2 separate regions of the Mus musculus genome follow, and region 1 is linked to region 2. A link is a contact called in public HiChIP or PLAC-seq data. All regions are on one chromosome and are shown on one strand. Each heading gives the region's core, a stretch centred on a gene start, on an enhancer-like site or on the middle of the called end of the contact. The rest is flanking DNA. Distances are from core to core; before and after follow the strand shown. Region 1 has its middle 83 kb from the start of Gm11186. Region 2 has its middle 68 kb from the start of Gm30366.

What was found. HiChIP or PLAC-seq counts read pairs in DNA pulled down with a chosen protein or histone mark.
Region 1: a contact with region 2 is called in an H3K27ac HiChIP or PLAC-seq map of embryonic stem cells, with 8 times the contacts expected there. The contact joins two enhancer-like sites. A contact is called at or near these places in 1 of 484 Hi-C or Micro-C datasets (nephron progenitors), 3 of 115 datasets of contacts at active chromatin or transcription factors (astrocytes and embryonic stem cells) and 1 of 9 other capture datasets (embryonic stem cells).

The regions. Positions count from the first base shown.
Region 1 is chr11:53,200,974-53,205,156 of GRCm38.p6, reverse strand. It overlaps the pseudogene Gm11189. Among named protein-coding and RNA genes, the nearest start is that of Gm11186, 83 kb to the right of the region's middle. Within about 2 kb of position 2,681, at least 4 of the 459 cell types and tissues checked have an H3K27ac peak or open chromatin away from gene starts, as enhancers often do. A contact at or near this core is called in embryonic stem cells, where this site is marked.
Region 2 is chr11:52,509,386-52,513,741 of GRCm38.p6, reverse strand. No RefSeq gene overlaps it. Among named protein-coding and RNA genes, the nearest start is that of Gm30366, 68 kb to the left of the region's middle. Within about 2 kb of position 1,576, at least 4 of the 459 cell types and tissues checked have an H3K27ac peak or open chromatin away from gene starts, as enhancers often do. A contact at or near this core is called in embryonic stem cells, where this site is marked.

The DNA of each region.
Region 1 (4,183 bases), core at 1,432-3,931, 690 kb before region 2:
ACCTACATGATATCTCACAACTGTCTATATCTCTAATTCCAGGGAATCAAACACCTTTACATAGACAGATAAATGTGCAGGCAAAACATCATTGTGCATAAAATAAAAATAAACTAAAAAGAAAATAGTTTTTAGAGTGTTGTTACTAAGGTTTTTCTTTTTTTCTTAGTTACTTCTTTCTTTCTTTCTTTCTTTCTTTCTTTCTTTCTTTCTTTCTTTCTTTCTTTCTTTCTTTCCTTCTCTCTCTCTCTCTCTCTCTCTCTCTCTCTTTCTTTCTTTCTTTCTTGTTTTGAGATAGAGTTTCTCTGTTTAGCCCTGGCTGTCTTGAAACTCACTCTGTAGACCAGGCTGGCTGTGAACTCACCTGCCTTTGCCTCCTCAGTGCTGAGATTAAAGGCATGCACTACCACTGTCAACTTTTTTTTTAGTTTTATGTGAATTTTAAAGTTTTCTTTTCTTTTGTAATTTTTACATACAAGGTTCTATATAAGTCTACCAAGGTTATATATTGTGTGGCTGAAGTCTTCTATATCCTTACAAATTTTCATTTGTTCAAGACAATTATTGAGAGAACAGTGTTAAAATTTCTCATAACATTATCAGCTATAGTCTATAATTAAAATTTTGGTAGGCCATGTATATTGAAAAGTTAATCCATTTCTTTTGATTTTCATGTTGTAGAATAATGATTCTTAGAGTGCGACTTTATGATGTTCTGAATTTCCTCAGTGTTACAGTGTTATTATGTCTCCTTTCATCTCTAACGCTGTTAATTTAGACTCTCTTCTGATTAAGGCAATCTTTTTGAAGAATCAACTCTTTGTCTTCGATTCTTTTATTTATTTTTGTTTCTATTTCATTAATTTAATCCCTGATTTTTATTTTTTTTAAAGATTTATTTATTTATTATATGTAAGTACACTGTAGGTGTCTTCAGACACTCCAGAAGAGGGCATCAGATCTCATTACAGATGGCTGTGAGCCATCATGTGGGTGCTAGGATTTGAACTCAGGACCTTCTGAAGAACAGTCAGTGCTCTTAACCACTGAGCCATCTCTCTAGCCCCCCTGATTTTTATTATATTGCCTAATGTACTATTTGGGCATTGCTTGTTCTTACTTTTCCAAGGTTTTCAGGCACATCATTAAGTTATTAGATTGATGTCTGTCACAATTCAAGTTGTGTGTGTGTGTGTGTTTGTGGCACAGCATATATGTAGAGGTTAGAGGACAACCAACAGGAGTTGGTTCTCCTTTACCATGCAAGTTCTGGGAGTTGAACTCAGGTCATCAGGATTCGAAATAACATCCTTTACCTGCTGAACAGAATCATCTTACCTGTCTTCAATTATTATTACTTAACTATGTATCCCTGGCTGGCCTGGAACTTGCTATGTAGATCATAGTGGCTATGCACTCTCAGGGACCCTCCTTCCTCTGCCTCCCAAGTGCCAAGAAGAAAGGTGTGTGCTACTAAACACCTCAACTTTTTTGATGTAAACACTTTGGTATTCTATGTTTTCAATTTTATTCAATTCTACGAAGCTTTGCATTTCTTTCTTGATTTCTTCCTTGATCTCTGTTAACATTGTTCAGATTTCATGAGTTTGAACATTTTCTATTGCTACTGAAATCCAGCTTTATTCCATGGTGATCAGCTAGAATGCAGATGTTATTTCAGTTTCCTGTATTTGGTGAGACTTGCTTTGTGCCCTAATATACAGTTGATTTTGGAGAAGGTTCCACGGGTTACTGAGAAGAATGTGTATACATTACTGTTTGGATGGGATGTTCTGTAGACACCTGTAAGGTCCATTTGGTCTGTGATATTATTTTATTCCAGAGTTTTCTGCTCAGTTTTTCCTCACATGTCTTGTCCATTGGTCTATGTCTCCCAAACTGGAGAATCAAAGTCACTGCCATCACTGTGTTGTGGTTAATCTATGGTTGCCGTCCTGTATGGCTTGGAAGGGATGGTGTGGCATGTTTTCCTATTCCTGGAACAGAGCCAGCATGGTGTGGGTTCTACCTCCTGTGTTGATGGTTGCTGGGCATGAGGCATGCATATATATAAAATGCCTGCCAAGGTTATTGGGGAATGTCCTCTATGTCAAGGTTAATGACTCCATGATAATCAGAGAGAGCATGAGTCAAAGAGGTGAGGGTGTGTCTATGTCCTTAGCAAAAATGGTAAATGTTGTGATCTTCAGGGCAATCCTTAAGGCTGTGGGAAAGAACTCTAAAAACATGAGCTCAAAATATATAAACAGGATTTCTTAACTTTGTAAAAATATAAGGATGTAATATGAATTATATGAGGGTCTTCATGGGTCTTAAAGAACAGAGGCAGGTGTGCTATGAGCCAGCTTGTCAGAAAGATACAAAAACAGGTAGATACAAAAGAAAGCAGATTCCTGAGCTCAAGGTCAGCCTGGGACAGAGCTAGTTTAGGTCCAGGTATGTTGGGAATGGTAATCTCAGGATGTGATCACACCTTGCTCGCTTATTGTCTGTGTTTTCAAAGGGAGGGAGATGATACAAATGAATTCATTTGTAATGTTAAAATTTTTTGCTTGCTGTCTTTTTCTAAGAATAATGGGGCTGGGGAAATGGAATGCTGATTCCTGGGATAATCAAAAGGAAAACTGGAGTAAATAACTGGATTGATATGTAAATTAAATACTGGGCTTTGTTCTGTGAAACTTGAGCAGTCTGGTGATCTCCAGAGAAAGCTGTCTCAAGCAGCACACAGCTCGTACCCAAGACTGGCTTTGAGTATTACTACTACTACTACTACTATTATTTTGCTGCTCTCAAATACCATTTCTCTCAGGAACCCCTCTCCCAGCGGAGGCTGGTCCTTGGCATATGGTTTTAGATATAATATCATTTCTTTTTTAAAACTAGGTGCCTCTCTTTTTTGGTGTATGTATGTTTAGGATTATAATATCCAGTTGGTGGATTTTTCCTTTAATGAATTTAAAGAGTCCCTCTTTACTTCTTCTTTTCTTTCTTTCTTTTTCTTTTTTTAAAAGATTTATTTTTACTTTATGTATATGAGCACACTGTAGCTGTCTTTAGACTCACCAGAAGAGGGCATCAGATCTCATTACAGATGGTTGTGAGCCACCATGTGGTTGCTGGGAATTGAACTCAGGACCTCTGGAAGAGCAGTTGGTAATCTTTTTTTTTTTTTTTTTTTTTTGATGTGTTTAATTCCTCATTCTTTATTCCTTGTATCAGTAGATTAAAGAGCTAGTATTTCCCCAAGTACTGATTTAGATGTTAAAAGCACCAGTAAGTTTCAGAGTAACATTCAGTAACCTCTTTAAATGCAATTATCCTTATTATAAGCTAAGCAGAATAATAATTTAATACCGTAAGTGAACTACACACAAAGCCTGAACCACAAAAATGGTTTGCACAGCCACATTCAGATTTAATCAACTCTCCGTTCTCACAATGAAAGTACTTACATTTCCGTCACTAGAGCACAGCCAGAAACACCTGGGCTGGCATCGGCTCTATAAGCCCTGCCGTTCCCACTACTGAGGCATTTGTATTGGAAGCTTTACAGTCATCAAGGAAGACGAGGACTGCTAACACTTAGCAAATATTAGTTTCTTTTAAAAAAAAGTGTTCTTTAGAAAAGAATATTAAAAACAAATGATCTATTAAGTCAAGAATTTCGTTTCTTAAAAACCCCCACAAGCCAGCTCATTCTCTTTAATAACTCCCCCACCACTGTCCTCTAAAGCCTTGAGATACACAGAGCACAGCCTCACCATTTATAAAATCAAAGGACGTTCAGATTGTATACTATGCAGCAATGGTATACAGCTTGGAATACACACGTCTACCAGAAGAATACATACTACTTCCACCCTTTCGGGTGGAACCACATGGTTTGCAATGCTTTAACTTAGGAGTTATTAAAGCCAGGAAGCAATTCAGATATGGTCAGATAAAGACAGGCAACGGGAGGCTCGAGTTGAAGACCTCTTTCATTGCATACCGAGCTATCATGTTACTGCAGACAACAACTTCAATGTATGGCTTCCACAGAAAATACCAAAATCTCAGGAAGTACGAACGGTGTCAAGATCCATAGTTGGCTTCGTCAAAAGCTTTTCTAGCCCGTTTCAATTCTTCATTCATAGTTAGTAAGTCTTTAACTCTAGCA
Region 2 (4,356 bases), core at 327-2,826:
AATGGTGAAAGGCTTTAAACACTCAAAGTTCTCCTTCAGCAGCATTCTTCCTCCAACAAGGCCATATAGCTCCAAGACCTCCCTAAGCAAAGCCATCAAATGGGAACCAAGGTTCAAATGCCTGGGGGACATTTGGGGGGGACTTTTTTTTAACTACCATAAAATTGATTAATATCAAGCTGGAAATTATGAAAGAGCTTCATTTGAGGCCTTAGGAGTTGCAGATCAGGAGACACGGATTTGGCAAAATGAAGGTGTATGTCATGAAGAGAACAAAGGTCTCAGGTTTAGGAAAGAGCAAAATTCTATGCTGGCTATTATGGGCTAGGGTAGAAGTCTATGCATCTATAGCTGATGAGTTAAATTGAGATGACAGCTGCAGGCAACTCAGAGGCAAAGTCTTCACTGCCAGCCTACCAGACTCTTAAAATGTTCTAGCTCTGACCAAAGTTATTCCATGAGTTCTTTAAACCCTTGAGAAAAAGACTGAAATAAGCTTTTATTATATGGCTTCTGGGGGATCAAACTTGGGTCTTTGTGCTTGCATGACAAGCACTTTACCGATTGTCCCATCTCCCCATGGCTCTTCTCAGTTACCTTTAGCTCAAAATATATCTTACACCAAAGAGGCACATGGATGGACATCACCTTCTGCTGCTTCACAGTACAGCACAGAAATCAAGAATGTAGGATCAGGAACAGCCTGACCAGGCTCTAAGCCTGGCTGTGTGACCTTATACCAGGCGTGTCCATCTTGGGATCCTGCAGAGTATTATCACACATACATACATACACACACACACACACACACACACACACACACACGCACACAGGCACGCATGCACGCACACACACATGCACACACATACACACATACACGCGCACACACCCACACACACGCACATATACACACACTCATTCCCACATGTATACATGTGGGAAAGTCAGCCTGGCTCTTAAGGAAGAGCTCCTAAGTAAGGCCATAACACCCTCTAAGTTGGGAGTTCTAGCCTCATCCATGCCCCTGTAAAGTTTTTCTTTTCTCACTTGCTGGTAAGACAGAGTTAAAGCTAAAAATAAAAATAAAAATAAAAATAAAAATAAAAAAATGCTGCTGGACACTGTCCTGGCCTCATCTCCACATCCTATCAAGTCCTGAGCCTTGGGTAACCCAAATGCCAAGTCCAGACACTGCTGTGAGTCTGAATCCTGCCCCCACCCTGACCCTTCCTGAGCTGACCCCTAGAGCCTCTGCCCCCTCCCACTGTCACATGAAGGCTCTGTAGCCTCACATCCCCAGGCCTGTATGCTGCCTCCCTTCCTGAGGGAGGCAGAACTAAGGGACCTATGGCAGAAGACAAGTCAATCATTTCACAGGCTGTGCCTTTCAGAACACTGTCCAGTCTGATCCCAGGCGGGCCCCAGTTCCCTCAAAACCTCTGCTAGCATGCCTATGTTGCTCACAGTCCCCACCTTGGCTCTAGGCCAAGTGGCAGTGCCCCTCCCCCTGTGGGCAGATCCCCTGAGGCTGCCACCCACCTAGCTGGGAACCAAGCTTCCCGCGGTGCCACCACATTTCAGAGGCCACAGGTGGCCACTCACCTTTTCTCCCTCTCTTTAAACCACTCCACACAAAGCCGCTTTTATCTGGTTCAAAAAACACACCTTAAAAGCTTTAAAAGTCTTTGCAGTGGTTTTCTCCTGTTCTGGTCTCTTTCAGATGATAATAGTTTTAATTATAACAATCATTATAGCATAATACCTTTAATTTAGGCAATCAGCTCCATTCAGAGTATTCAAATAGAGGAGGCTGAGGGTGTGGAACTGAGGCTTGCTAGGTATTGGTCCCAGAACAGAAGCTCCTGAGCACAGCAGGTACCAGCTGCTTCCTGGAGGCAGAGTGCCTCGGTCTAGAAGTGCCTGGGCCACCCCACCCCACCCCCTCACCTCCCAAGAACAGACCTCCAGGGAACCCTCCAGGAATTCCAAAACAGTAACCTCCAGGACCTCTACAGAATAGCCATATAGGCCTCCTCCCTGATACCCAGAGATTTCACATTCTCGGTCGTCTCCTATCAGGCTCTATGCAAACCTTGCACAAGATGCTTGAATATGCCATCTGCAGCTAGCCCAGCCACACCCTCTCCTTACCCATAAGCTGCAACTGGGGCTGATGAGAAGATTCAGCAGATAAAGGTGCCTGCCACCATACCTAAAGACCTAAGTTCAATCCCCAGGACCTACAAGGCAGAGGAGCAAATCAACTCCCATAAGCAGTCCTCTGACTTCCCCTCACATACTGTGGTAAGCACCCTCCCACGTACAATAAATAAGAGACTGTAGTTAAAGAAAGAACTGTCATGCCAATCAGGTACCAGCTGGCACTGATAATCTTTCATGGCAGTCGAATAAGAATAGTCCCCACAGGTTCATGTATTTGAATGCTTGATCACCAGGGAGTGGCACTACTTAAGAGGGATTAAGAGGTGTGGCTTTGCTGGAGGAAGTGTGTCACTGGGGGTGGGCTTTGGGGATTTTTAGAAGCCCAAGCCAGACTCAATGTCTCTCTCTTCCTGCTGCCTGCAGATCTGGATGTAGAACTCTCAGCTCCTTCTCCAGCACCATGTCTGCCTGCATGCTACCATGCTTCCCACCATAATGATAATGGACTAAATCTCTGAAACTGTAAACCAGCCGCAATTAAATGCTTTCTTTATAAAAGTTGTCTTGGTCATGGTGTCTCTTCATAGCAATAAAACAATGACTAAGATACCATGTTAGTAGGTTGACCAGTTGTCCCAATAAATCTGCTATTTCAGTTTTAGCTCAGGTGTTTTTGGAAGACCCAGTCAAACCAAGATATTTGGTCAGGTTATTTTCAGGACACAGACATTCAGCTATGACCCAAACCTTCTCCTAAGCTGATCAAGGTAGGGAACAAGAGAGGATTTAACAGCCTATCAGATGCTAATAAGGTTATCTTAGTGTTTCAAGGATGCTAAAACAAGTTACCATAAACAGGGTAACTTGGTAATGGGGTAATGGCCCAGCTGGTAACATGCTTTTCTCCTGAGTCCACTTCTCCAGAACTCACATTTAACAAAAAGAAGTCACACATGGTAACACGCATTGGCAATCCCAGTGCTGGAGAGGCAGAGACAGGAGGAACTCTGGAGTCACAAGTCAGCCAGCTTAGCCTACTTGGTGACCTTCAAGCCAGCCCTGGACAATGATTAGGAAATGATGACAGCTGATGTTGTCCTCTAGCCTCCACAAGCACACACCCTAATACTGCATACGTGCACACCTGCACACATATACAAGTAAAGAGAAAAAAATCAGAAGTTATTCCCTCACATATTAGGAAGCTGTGAGTTCAAAAGCAGGGTTAGCTGATGTTTCCTGGAGTCTACAGCTAAGACCCTCTCTTAGCTGCAGATGGGAACCAACCATCCGGCTGCTCTGGGCTTGGATCACATCACACCAGTCTCTGGCTCCATCTTGGCAGATCGCTATCCCTGTTTCTCCCTTGGTCTCCTCCCTCATCCAAGACATGAGTTATTTGCTTTAGTACTCACTGCAAATCCAGAGAGGTTTTCATCTCAAGATCCTTAACTAATTACATCCACATAGACCCTGTTTTCAATCAGCTCACAGCCTAAAGTTCTCATTATACATGGATTTGGAGGGACACCGCTTAACCTATTATAGGAGTGAACTCATAAATGCCAGCTTGGGTGTTAAAAAAGTCTAATGAGACTGCAAAGATGGAGAGGATAGGAAAGCCTTGCTCATTCATTCATTCATCCATTCATTTTTGCATAAATGTCTGCCTACTTTATACCAGGCCCTGTTTGCCTGAGCCCCTCTACTTGAAAAGTGGGGAAAAAAATGACTATGCATAAAGTTAGCTCTACAAGGGACTAATCAACAGCTTCCCAAAAACAGGACATAAGGAATTCCAGGTAGTGGTGGTCACTGCTGCTGGGTCAGGTCAGGATCTGGGAAACAGACTGTAAAGATATTTGATGATTCTTGACTGCAGCCAGTTAGGCTTGAAGCTTCAAAGACTTCCTCCCTAGGGAAGTGTGCACAATGTTACCCTTCACCCTATGACCTTTTCAACTTTAGTGGTACTTGAGTCACTAAACGTATTTACATGTGCGAAGAAGGCAGGGAGAGCACATCACAACTGCACACAGAAAGAAAGCAGCAAGAGAACTAGACATAGGGCAAAGCCAGAAACCCTCAAAACCCATCCCCAGTGACATAGCTCCTCCAGCAAGGCTCCACCTCCTAAAAACTCTATTACCTCCCCAGACAGCGCCACCAAGTGGGAACAAAGTATTCAAATAC